Linked DNA regions of Mus musculus: region 1 is linked to region 2. Evidence: chromatin contacts called from public HiChIP or PLAC-seq data. All regions are on one chromosome and are shown on one strand. Each heading gives the region's core, a stretch centred on a gene start, on an enhancer-like site or on the middle of the called end of the contact. The rest is flanking DNA. Distances are from core to core; before and after follow the strand shown. Region 1 overlaps Gm36897 (predicted gene, 36897). Region 2 holds the start of Arhgdib (Rho, GDP dissociation inhibitor (GDI) beta).

Region 1 (5,529 bases), core at 924-3,423, 470 kb after region 2:
TGGCTGACTGCTGACTGCATACACGGTGTTATAGGGATCAAACCTGGGGAACAATGATGTCAGTTTATTATAACATCTACCAATATGATAGATAGTAGCCTTCTACACTTCACCGTGAAGATCCATTTCTAGGCTGGAGTTGAAGCTCAGAAGTGGAGTGATGGCCTAGCAGGTACCAGAGTCCTGAGGCCCTTAGCCAGCACTCTCTCCTCCCCGCCTCAGGGGGAAAATCCTTGGCTTATATCAGATAATGTTTGAAAGTTGGTATCTTCTCCCCCCCCCCCCAGCTTACTTAAGATCTTTGAGTTTAAGGAAGAATAAAGGTTACTCCTAAACACGCATTTACAAACATGAAGGAAAGTAAACTATCTGTTGAAGTGGAACTGTAGGGGGTGCAAAAAAAACAAAAAACAACAAAAAAAAAAAAACCAAAAGACCAAGGCTTAGTTGTTCAGTACAGGCTGACCTCGGACTCCGTGTAGAGCCTCTGGCTGGCCTTTAGCTCTGTTCTCTCTCTCTCTCTCTCTCTCTCTCTCTCTCTCTCTCTCTCTCTCTCTCTCTCTCTCTCTCTCTCTCTCTGTCTCTCTCTCTCTCTGTCTCTCTCCCTCCCTCCTCCCCTCCCTCCCTTTCTCCCTCTCTTCTTTTGTCAGCCTCTAAATAAGGACTATCCCAAGTGTGGACCCTTAATTTAGTCTCAACGCTTGGGGAAAGAAAGCCTTCTGAGGGCTCTAAGGCAGTGATTCCCAATTGTTCCTCTGGGGCTGGGTGGAGACAGTTCTTACTGATAAGTTACCCTTGAGCAAAGAAACCTCTTAACGACTGGGTGGAAAATATTGTTTGAAACCTTGTACGAGTTCCAGGGGGAACAACAGTTATTTTCCTTTCATGTTTTTCTGCGGCAGAAAGGTGTGTTTGAGACAGAATCCTGCTATACAACCTAGGCTGGCCGGGTACTCTTGACAATCCTCCTGATTTAGCATCTGAGTGCTGGGATTATGTGTGTGAGCTATCACCGATTTTTTAGGGCAAGTTTTTTCTTTTTTTTCTTTTTTGAGACAGGATTTCTTTGTGCCGCCCTGACTGTCTTGGAACTCACTTGGTAGTCCAGGGAGGCCTTTACACTCTGCCTGCCTCTGTCTCTCAAGTGTTGGGGCTAAAAGTGTACAATAAAGTATTAGAAGTCTCATTTCTTTTGGGAGGGACATAATTTAAATATTTATATTACTTATAAATGTAGACATTTCTGGATAATTATAGTTATGTTTTTGATTGTGAGCTTAGACCTTAACATCTCTCCCGTCCTTATATTACACTTCCATCTATCTGTCGGGTTATTGGTGTTGAGGGTGGAGGCTGTCCCCTGTGCTCGGTTTCAGGGAGGTTACACTCTGCATGGGTGGTTGACAACCTTCAGTGCACAGGAAGTAACCATTGGGTGGCCTGGACCAGCACAGGCGCCGGCTGGCTGTCTTTTTTTTCAAGGTTGTGAGGCTGAGTTTCTGAACCAGCTGCTGCGGAGGCCTGCAGGGCGGGGCGGGCGTGCCTTCTGCATTCGCATTCCTCTTCCGGCCCAGACTGCGGTTGCGGCGTGGGGGAGGGGCGGGCGTGGTGTGGGGGAGGGGCGAGCTGCAGCGTGGGGGCGGGGCGAACCTCAATCTCCAGAGAGCCGGCCTGGGCGAGTCCAGGGCCAGTCTCCAAGTGCCACCGTGTCCGGGCCGTGGACAGGACCTCTCTTCACTGTGTCTGGAGAGCCCTGTCACAAAACAGGCAAACCTGAAAGGCCTCTGGGTTTTAAAGGTTCGCTTTAGCTATCAAGCTCCTTCACGCTGTAGATCTTGCATCTGTAAAATGGGGATAAAGGAAAATTACAATAAATACGATATAAATGAAAGAGGTAGCGGAAAGGAAGGAATTTGCTGTGCTTTGTGGATGTTGTCACAAGCGCAACACAAAGACAGGGCCCAGGCAACAAATGGCAGGCTTTGTTCTGGCTTAGGGTGGAGAGCCACACTAGAATGAAGTCCTTTGTGCCTCCAGTCTGCTCTGGGGATTATATAGGGGGAGGCTCCGGGAGCTGTTTCCCTGGCTGGAGACATTGTTCTGGAAACAGGCTGGGTTGCCATGGCTACAGCTCCCCGGGCCAGGCCCTGCCCATTTCCAGGCAGCCAGGCTGTTAGCCTGTCTGGTGCCTGCTGTTACCAGGTCACTCCCGGTTTCCAGGCCTCCCCACACCCAGCACTGCACGGGAATGCTGGGAAGTTCAAGTTTCCCAGATGGCCTTTGAGTCCGAAAATAAAGCCCTGCGCTTGCCAGGCCCGAGATTTTCTTGGAACAAAAGTCAGTAGATTGAAAGCTTGCTGAAGGCAGGGACCATCTTCTCATCAGCGTCACCAGGACCGTGTCTTCCACCCAGAGTAGGTTGTCACACAGTAGGCGCTTTAGAAATGCTGGCAAGCATTTGACACCATGATGGCGGCATAGAGTCAGGTTAAAAGAACGGATTTTGGAGCCAATATCTTTCTCTGACAGGTTTTATAGATCAGTAACACTACCTGATCCTTTCGAACTTTATTTTTCTCATCTCTAAAATGGGAACAGCAATGCCGTTCGCTCTCAGGGATGTACAGTGGCTAGGCTCATGTAAGATATGAAATGCATGGTACTGTGTGGGGCTTCTAATGATTTCTCCTGCTAATCTCTTTTGTGGGTTACTACATCGTCACATAAAAGTGCTGCTCTCCGTAAAGTCAGCCACCTCTTTGCCAAGCAACAACCATACAAACAAATAGGGTCCATACCGGCGCACTTGATACTGCCATTTCTATGTAAGGACTTAGTCAATACTTGTGCAATAAGCAACAGATAGAGAATGCCTGCCAGTAACAAGCGTCCCCTGCTTCAAAGGTCACACATAAATAATGCAAAGTAGGCTGGGTTCCAACCGTCTCTCCAGATGTCTAAGAGTAACAGAAGGAATGGCATGTCGACATTTCAGCCCTGGGTCTCCCAGTCTTCTCCCTCAACGTCTCAACACCCACAGACACACCAAAGGAACTCCCCTCCCCCATTCCCAGAGCAGACTGGCTTCTAAGACTCCAGGTGCTCCCTTGCTGACCCTGAAAGATTCCAACCATTTGGGGACATTCAAGAGGAGAGGTTCCACACTCCTCCTCCTCCTTTCCAAACGAGACTGACCTGGGCTTTGTCTAGGTTCTAGAACTCCTCAAAGTCCTGGGAGATTTTTAAGGTGGAGGGGTGGTAGCTGTCTGGGAATCCTCTGACCCCTGTGTGGCCTTAGGAAGTGCACACTGGACGACATCCGGTTCAACTGGGTGGCAGCTGCTCCTGGAGTCGCTCACCCTGGGGGCTGCTGGACAACCAGCTGGGGGAGGGGAGCCGGTCAAAGACTTAACCATCATTCCAGTGTCGTCTGAGATTGCTGTTGCTTTGAGTTGAGGTGTGTACAGCATGTGTGTATTTGGGGACACAGAAGGAGAGCACTTTGGCCCAACTGGGCACATGCATTGTCAACGCCTGGGGCAGAAGATGTTGTCATCCAATTGTTAGCCGGGTGTACCATAGGCATGGGGGGGTTGTGTGTTTTGTGCTTTGCAAAGATATGCAAACATAGGTGTTGGAAAATGGTGTGAACTGCATGCAGGGTGTGAAGTGCTCCTCTCAGTGTTTCAGACCCTCCTACCTCCCTCCCCGCCCCCACTCTCCAGCACAGGCAATAAACCAGGCCGCAAAGTCCTCCCCTCCCCCCAAGGCCTTGGCCAGCTCTCTGAAAACTGATATCCTGGGGCCCTTTTTCCCTCACCAGCTACAGTCAGAAGCAGCAGGAGGGAAAATGTGGACCGGATCTCAACAGAGAGTCCCGACTCTGAACTTTCTCTGCGATGATATGCAACCGATCCGGCACCAGGCCTGGTATTTCATCTGACTTTGCCACCCCAGGAACTGGGTTTAGGTTCCAGCAAGTCCCCGTCCAGTTCAGGTCTGTCTGTAAAATCCATGCTAGATTTTCCATTTCACCCTAGTGAAGTCTCAGCCTGTGGCTGTTGTTCTCAATCCAGCTCAGAAACTGGCTCAAACCGCCCTGAACTGGATTTGGTGGCTGTTGAGACACAGTTTCTGCCTCTTTGTTAGGGCGGAACCGCCCCATTCTCTACACCTCCCGCCCTCCCTCAATCCAGTGTCCTACAACAATCTCCCACCCACCCCACCCCCATTCCCTTTTTCTTAAAAAACAAAACAAACAACCCCCCCAAAACAAAACAAAACAAAAAAACTATGAAGTAGATTAAATTAAATTCTTTTTTTTTTAATGGATCTAGGTTGTAAGCCTTTTGGCTTTATGATATTAGTTATTTCTGAGTTGTTATCTTATCAGTTAACATGGTGCGCTTCAAATGATGCTCAGACAGGCCCAGAAACAACTACATTTCTCATCACTGACTTAAGGTTTTGGGTAGAGTTCATTGCTCATTTCCATTTCATTAACTGTAAGGTAAAAGAATTTGATAATTTTTATTACCATTCAGAGCTGGGGAACAGTATCTGTGCTCACTGCCTTCCGCAACTGTAGACGTGCCAGAGGAAGAACTGAAGGACGCAGATGGGTTTGTTTTTCCAGTTGTAACTTTACCCCTGGATCAGATGGTGTGAACTGTAAGATACAGGAGGCTGACTGGGGGTTGCCGGGTGAGGGAAGAGCAGGATTCTTCCCAGAATGTGGGTAGGGGCAAAGTGGGGATGTGACAGATTCAGGTCAAAACACTGCTGAGAGATTTGTGAATTTTAGCTATATCACACGCAGGCGTTTCTTATGTCTGGGATTAGACAGGCATGTAGCATGATGCTGAAGTGAAATTCCCCCAGGTTTGTCCACTTGAAAATGCCCAGTAGTCGTATGTTTATGCTATTATCTCAATAAAAAGATCGTCTCGATTTCTCTCATTCTTTTTTCTTTGACAAGAATTTCTTATTTCGAGTTTTTTTGAGAACTCCGGAAGAGACACTAGAAAAAGCAACCATGATCTGGGTGTGGCTCCATGTTGTGTCTGACGGCTCCCTCGTCGCCCTCTGCTGGCCAGTTCAGGTAGTGTGTGAAGCTGTCAGAAAGCTGCTGAGCAGTTTCTTGTCCAAACCCAAAATGCCTGGCCGCCTAGCTGAGGATGCTTCATTCTGCCTGTTTCATATGCATCTCTTCTTATTCCTATGCATGGCATTTGAAATGCTTCTATAATAGTTCATGGGATTAACTATAAATTAATTAGTTAAAGTTTAGCCCTAAATCCGGAGTCAAGGGCTGGGAACAGCCTTTTTTCTCCTGTGTTAAGAACCAGAGTCGCGAAGGTGGTGAGTGGCAGCAACCCTCAGGAGGTGGGTGTGTTGATCAGGAGTTCAAGGTTATGTAAGCAGTTTGAGGCCGGTCTGAGGTACATGAAACCCTGCATTTTGCAAAACAAAACCCAAAGTTGTTTATTTAAGTAATTTCAGTGGAGCATAAAGTTCTGGGAAAAGGCC
Region 2 (5,594 bases), core at 919-3,418:
GCAGGCAAAGAAGAGTGAGTCTTCCTTCTTCCGCTGTCCTTAGGTAGGCCTCCAACAGAAGCTGTGGCCCAGATTAAAGGTGTGTGCCACCATGCCTGGATCTGGAACTTGCTTTGTCCCAGGCTGGTCTTGAACTCAGAGATCTGTTTGCCTCAGTCTCCTGGGATTAAAGGCATGTACTACCTTGCCTGGGCCTCTATGCCTCAAGAGCTCCATGTCAAGATCCAGGTCAGAAAGAGGTACAGAGGCCTTGGAGGGTGTGGCTTACTGTCTGGATTCTCATGGCTTGCTCAGCCTGCTTTCTTATAGAACCCAGAACCACCAACCCAGGGGTGGCCCCACCCACAATGGGCTGGGCCCTTCTTATCAAGTAGAGGTATTTTTCTCAAGTGAGGTTCCTTCCTCTCAGCTGACTATAGCTTGTGTTAAGTTGACATAAAATTGTCCAGCACACAGCCCACAATGCTCCCTCATTTCCTTCTTATATGTTCCCTAGGTCAGAAGCCCATGTCTGACCATATGACTGCCAGTCTCAGGATCACTCCAGTTCTCCTTACTCTAAGGGCATAATGTAGTCTCTCAATTAATTTTATTAAATTCTATTGTCTATTAATATGACTCAGACAGCCCCCAAATAATCAAGGCAAAGTCCTATGAGTTTATTTAATCAGCTTAGCACAATTATTGGGTGGGTGGGTGGGGTCACATCTAATCTATTTTTCTATACACTGGACTATCTACTTTCCAAACTGTGATTCCACAAGTAGTTGATGTTTGAGTCTTCCCCCATCGCCCCCCACACACATCCCAGGTTATTTCTGCTCCATCAGTCTATCCTGGTGGGCGGGGCATTTCACGGCCACATACTCCTGGTTCATCATGTCTAATGGAGACCTCCTGTTTTCTTTCTTTCCTTTCTCCTTCCTCGTCCTCTCTTCTTCCTCTCCTTCTCTCTTTTTTCCCATGGTCCCTACCTGCGACCCTCATCCTGGTAACTGAAAACCCACTTGCCTCTATTCTACCTGGTAATTGGCTGTAACCACTTTTATCTAGCCAATAGTTTTCAATTGGGGAATGAGATTTACATAGCATCACTTGGTCTACTGAAGATGTTGGGGGACAACCAGATCTTGGTGGCCAGTACTTAGCATTTGAATACATCTCAGCACCAGACACAACTCACAGCGACGTTCAAAATAACTGAAGAGCATGCAGCCTATTTGGATGAAGAGAGGAAAAGTGCCATTTTCCCCAAGTGCCTTGGTTGAGGTAGCAGTCACTACGCATATTAATACAAATACTGATTATTGAAATGTTAGTATAAACGAGCATGCCTTGTTGACCGCAGCTTAGGAGCAAGTTAGAGAAAGCATCGAAACGCAGACACCGCAGCCCTGTCTCCAACGGGACTGCACACAGTGTTGGCAGCTTGTTCTCATTTAAATTTATTCACAAGCCACTCCTCAAATAGCTGCAAAGTCAATTTTAGCATCCATGTGATTGTCACAGATTTCTGCGTTAGATGAGGAATTAATGAAGCTGCATTTACAATCTACATTCCTAGATATAACCAACAGTGTTTGTTCTTGCTTTTGTTTTTACTTTTGTTTATTTCGTTTGAAGGCTTGTGGTGCAATAATACACAGCAACATCTTCAAATGAGGACCAATAAATAAAGCTCAAAAAAAAAACCCTCTGTCTGAAGACAAATTATTTAAATTGAGCACCCAGTATATACATTTAACATTCATAATTTCTACTCCTCATTTCCTACCAGCAAGTTGTCTTACTATAAATAAATGAATTATAAATAAAAGAAAGCTGACAGGAGCCTTAGAGGAGCAGAAGTTTGTAGTACACAATAAAGCCTATTACTTCTGTTTAGGGGCCCTATGTCTCTCCCCGAGATTATGGCTTTTAGACACGCACACCCAGTCATTGAAAGCACACACAGCTACAGGGACCCTCCCCCAGCATGCACACTCATGCATCTATGTCACATGGGCTGGTTTGCTCCACATGTGTCATTAATTGTCAAGAATGCTGCTCAGACGGCTGATCGGAAGATAGGCAGAGCAGGATATCGAGACAGCCCAGGGTTTCCTTGTCAAGTAGGTTTAAAACATTTTTTCCTCTTCTCTCTCTCTCTCTCTCTCTCTCTCTCTCTCTCTCTCTCTCTCTCTCTCAACTTCCTTCCTGTTCTGCCAGTCCTCAGTCAGAGTTGAGAGACAGAGGTAACCTCCAGAGACACAGGGCCGACTGGAGCCTGGAATGTAAGTTGAATGCCTGAGGTGGGGAGGCTGCAGGTGGGCGCAGAGTCCTGTAGGAAATCTCAGAACCACCCTACTGCCCTTGCCAGAGGAGCTGTTGCTGTTCTTAGGAAGGGCGGTTCTTTAAACCGAACTTCATGATAAGAAAGTGCTAAAGAGATTGCTGGAGCAGAAAAGGGGAAGTCAGCCCTGAGAAGGGGAGACAAGCTGAAGGAGGTAGGAGAGAGTACCCTGCTACCAGAATGTTCTAGAGAAGGGCTCTGGGGATACCTGGAATGGGGGCGGAGTGGGGGGCAGCACTGGGTGGTTTCCTTGCTAGGCAGGAGCTGGAATTTGGCTGCGCTCAGGAAAAGGAAAACCCTACCTCTGATACTGACTGTGCTGTGGATGGCGGCTTGTGCTGGGGTGGAGATGTGTGGTTTCCTGTTTTTGAGCACACTTTAAAGAGACTGTTTGAAAGGAGAGAAAATATGGTGCAGAGCTGTCAAATGCTAAGCCCTTAGCAAAAACCAGGGGAATTAAATTCCTGCAGTGGGCTGGGCAGGAAGATATTCACTGTGACTGCCAAAAAACAAAGCAGCCCTCCACATCAAGGGGAACTGATGCAGACCCAGAAGATGTGGAGAAAACTGTGGGAGAGGCACTAGGAGAGTCTGCGTGGGCCCAGCTATAAACGTGGTCGGTGGGCCTTCCAGCTGTCGTGGTCTGAACTTTGGCCTTGCTAGAAGGGCTCTAGGCATCACTTGGTATGCTCTCCTCTCTTTCTCAGGTTTTCCAGTCAGCAAGTGCTAAATGCCCCATTTTGGGTAACTGTAGCATGGGTCTGAGAAGCTCTGAGTAGTTTTTCACTAGGCGGTGAGGGAGTCAGACTCTTACAGGAAGGCCCCCAAACCACCCCTTCACAAAGACACTAAGAGCCTTCTGAAGTCAGGCTTAGCACACTGGGTTCCCCACATGAGAACTCAAGAAGAGATCAGCGGTGACCTGCTGGCTGGGAATTTGTCACCAACAGGTGCCATTTCTCTCTGTGGCATTTCTAAGAGTGTACCCCTGCCCGTTTCAAACACAGTGCAAGTTTACTGACAAAATGAGCTTATTCTTTTGTGAGTCCTTCAGGTTTCTGATAGAACATGATCAACTCTCCTTCCACGTGGCCCACACTCTGCCAGTGAGAAACAACCATGACTAGCCGGCCTAAACCTCATGGGCATCTTCTTGCCCTCGGAATTTGGTCCTTCACCATTTTGGAGAGTGTGGGTCTGTCCCAGGGAGACAGGCTTTGCTCAGCCGCGCACAGTTTGGTTTCCACTGGAAGCTCAGAACAGCAGAGTTACTCTGAGGGGAATTTACGGGAATATGATCCGTGACAAACTTGAGCTAACAGGAAGGGAGAAGAAGCCCTGTGGGGTGAAAACTAAGCAGAGAGAAAAGACAGCCAGGGTTGGCTCAGAGCCCTCTGGTGTGCCAAGCCTGGTATTGAGAAACTCACGATTTTCATACTGAGAGAATGGAGAAGAATATTAAGGAAGTGTTCAGCAGTTCATATAGTGGTACAGTAAAAGAGTTGATAGCCTTAGACATTGTCTGTGGAAGAAGATTTCTCTAATCCCACATGTGGAATGTCTTTGTTTGCACAGCAGCCTCGCTGCTGAGATGGACTACATTGGTGGATGGTGGGTTGAGTCCCAGGTAGAGTTTTGCAGGCCTCGGGTCTTGATTGCTCCTGAAAAATCACTGGTACTTTCATCCATACAATAAGATCTTACCAGGTTGCCCTTTATTGATAATATTCTGGTTTCCTCAACCCAAGCTGACTAAAACTCCACAGGGGATTCCTCGGGGGTCTAATAATCTAAGTTCGAGTGTCCATGAAATTGTCTTTGACGTCTCACATTAATTTAGAACCTTGGTGACTGTGTCTAGTTTTTTGCCTAGTCATGGCTTCCAGAGTGCAGCTGTCTTTTAAGATTATTTAAAGTGGTATTTGTGAAAGAGGAACGTCACGCAGTGTGTGTGTGTGTGGGGGGGGGGGGAACATAGTGATTCGTACTCTTATCTCTTTCTGCACCGAAAAACAGAGCTGGAAGAGCGCGCTTGGAATGCATAGGCAGGAAAGAAGAGTCTGTGGTCCTCAGTGGGAGTGGTGAGGCCCGACTTTAATTCCAGCATTTGAAAGGCAGGGCATCTCTGTGAGTTCCAGGTCAGCCAAGGATACAGAGTGAGACCCCGTCTTTTAAAAAGGTGGGGGGGAGGCATTTTTTAAATGGGGGGGAGAAGGGGGAGGGAGAGGGAGAGGGAGAGGGAGAGGGAGAGGGAGAGGGAGAGGGAGAGGGAGAGGGAGAGGGAGAGGGAGGAGAGGGAGAGGGAGAGGGAGAGGGAGAGGGAGAGGGAGAGGGAGAGGGAGAGGGAGGAGAGGGAGATTTTCTAGAACCATGTCCCCTTCGTTGCGTCATACAAGATGGGTTCCTCTCAATCACTAGCTTGGATCTTCTTGTCCAGTTTTGGATGCCCATGCGGCTGCCTTGGTAGAAAATGGCCTTGGGATGCCCCAGAAAGGGCCAGATCTTTCACGTGACTAGAAATACTGAAGGGATTTCTCCATAAGCAAGAGAAGAGGCCTTGTGGGTGTCCTGGCAGACAATCTGGGGTCTCTTGACGCCAGGCAGCAGCAGAGGCGGCAGGGCAGGCTGTGACATGCGCAGTTCTCAGCAAGAACCTAGCTCTGGGCGCTTGGCCCTCCTGTGGGAAATCCCCTGCTCCTGCTCTTCCCACCCCCACCACACACACACACATCTCTCCATGTCTTCCCCTTAGTGACTCAGAGGTGCAGGATAAGACCCCGGCCAACCCAGCCTTTCAACGTAGCGAGATCTTCCTGCATTTTCCCCTAGCCAGAGGCAGTGTGTCCACTAACTGCTCTCTGAGCCCGCTGACTCATCTCATTCAGAGCGAACCTTCTGTCAGGCGAAGGGTCAAGAAATAAGATCGAAAATAGAATTGTTAATGTGAGGTATTTCAAAAGAAATGCAGTAGTCACTGTCCCATTTTTGCGTTGGATTTCATTTATAAATAATCCTCACAAGTTCCTAACCTTCAAGGTCCCGTCCTTCCTCCGCAGAGAAACAGACTGCATCCTGAGGAGGAAGGGCGCAGAGGATCAGTTATACCCAGGGGAAGCACTTCCTCCTCAGGACGTTAGGTCCCACAAAACACATAATGACAGGGCCACGAAGGAAGGCAAGGAAAAGAATTAATATTTATTAAACATCTACTGGCCAATCCAGCTTCCAATCCAGCCTTTTGATACCTTGAGGAAGGCTCAGT

The links. HiChIP or PLAC-seq counts read pairs in DNA pulled down with a chosen protein or histone mark.
Region 1: an H3K27ac HiChIP or PLAC-seq map of thymic regulatory T cells shows a contact between it and region 2, with 4 times the contacts expected there. The contact joins the enhancer-like site here to the promoter of Arhgdib in region 2. A contact is called at or near these places in 4 of 39 promoter capture datasets (the C10 cell line, the HPC-7 cell line, liver and 1 more), 10 of 484 Hi-C or Micro-C datasets (B cells, CD8 T cells, the G1E-ER4 cell line and 4 more), 6 of 115 datasets of contacts at active chromatin or transcription factors (CD8 T cells, bone marrow-derived dendritic cells, double positive thymocytes and 3 more) and 2 of 9 other capture datasets (adipose tissue and liver).

What each region holds. Positions count from the first base shown.
Region 1 is chr6:136,467,070-136,472,598 of GRCm38.p6, reverse strand. Gm36897 (predicted gene, 36897) reads right to left here. Exons shown (of 2, transcript NR_168025.1): 2 at 1,191-1,841. Among named protein-coding and RNA genes, the nearest start is that of Gm36897, 6.2 kb to the right of the region's middle. Within about 2 kb of position 2,173, at least 336 of the 459 cell types and tissues checked have an H3K27ac peak or open chromatin away from gene starts, as enhancers often do. A contact at or near this core is called in B cells, CD8 T cells, the G1E-ER4 cell line and 9 more, where this site is marked.
Region 2 is chr6:136,938,330-136,943,923 of GRCm38.p6, reverse strand. Arhgdib (Rho, GDP dissociation inhibitor (GDI) beta) reads left to right here and starts at 2,168. Exons shown (of 6, transcript NM_007486.5): 1 at 2,168-2,273.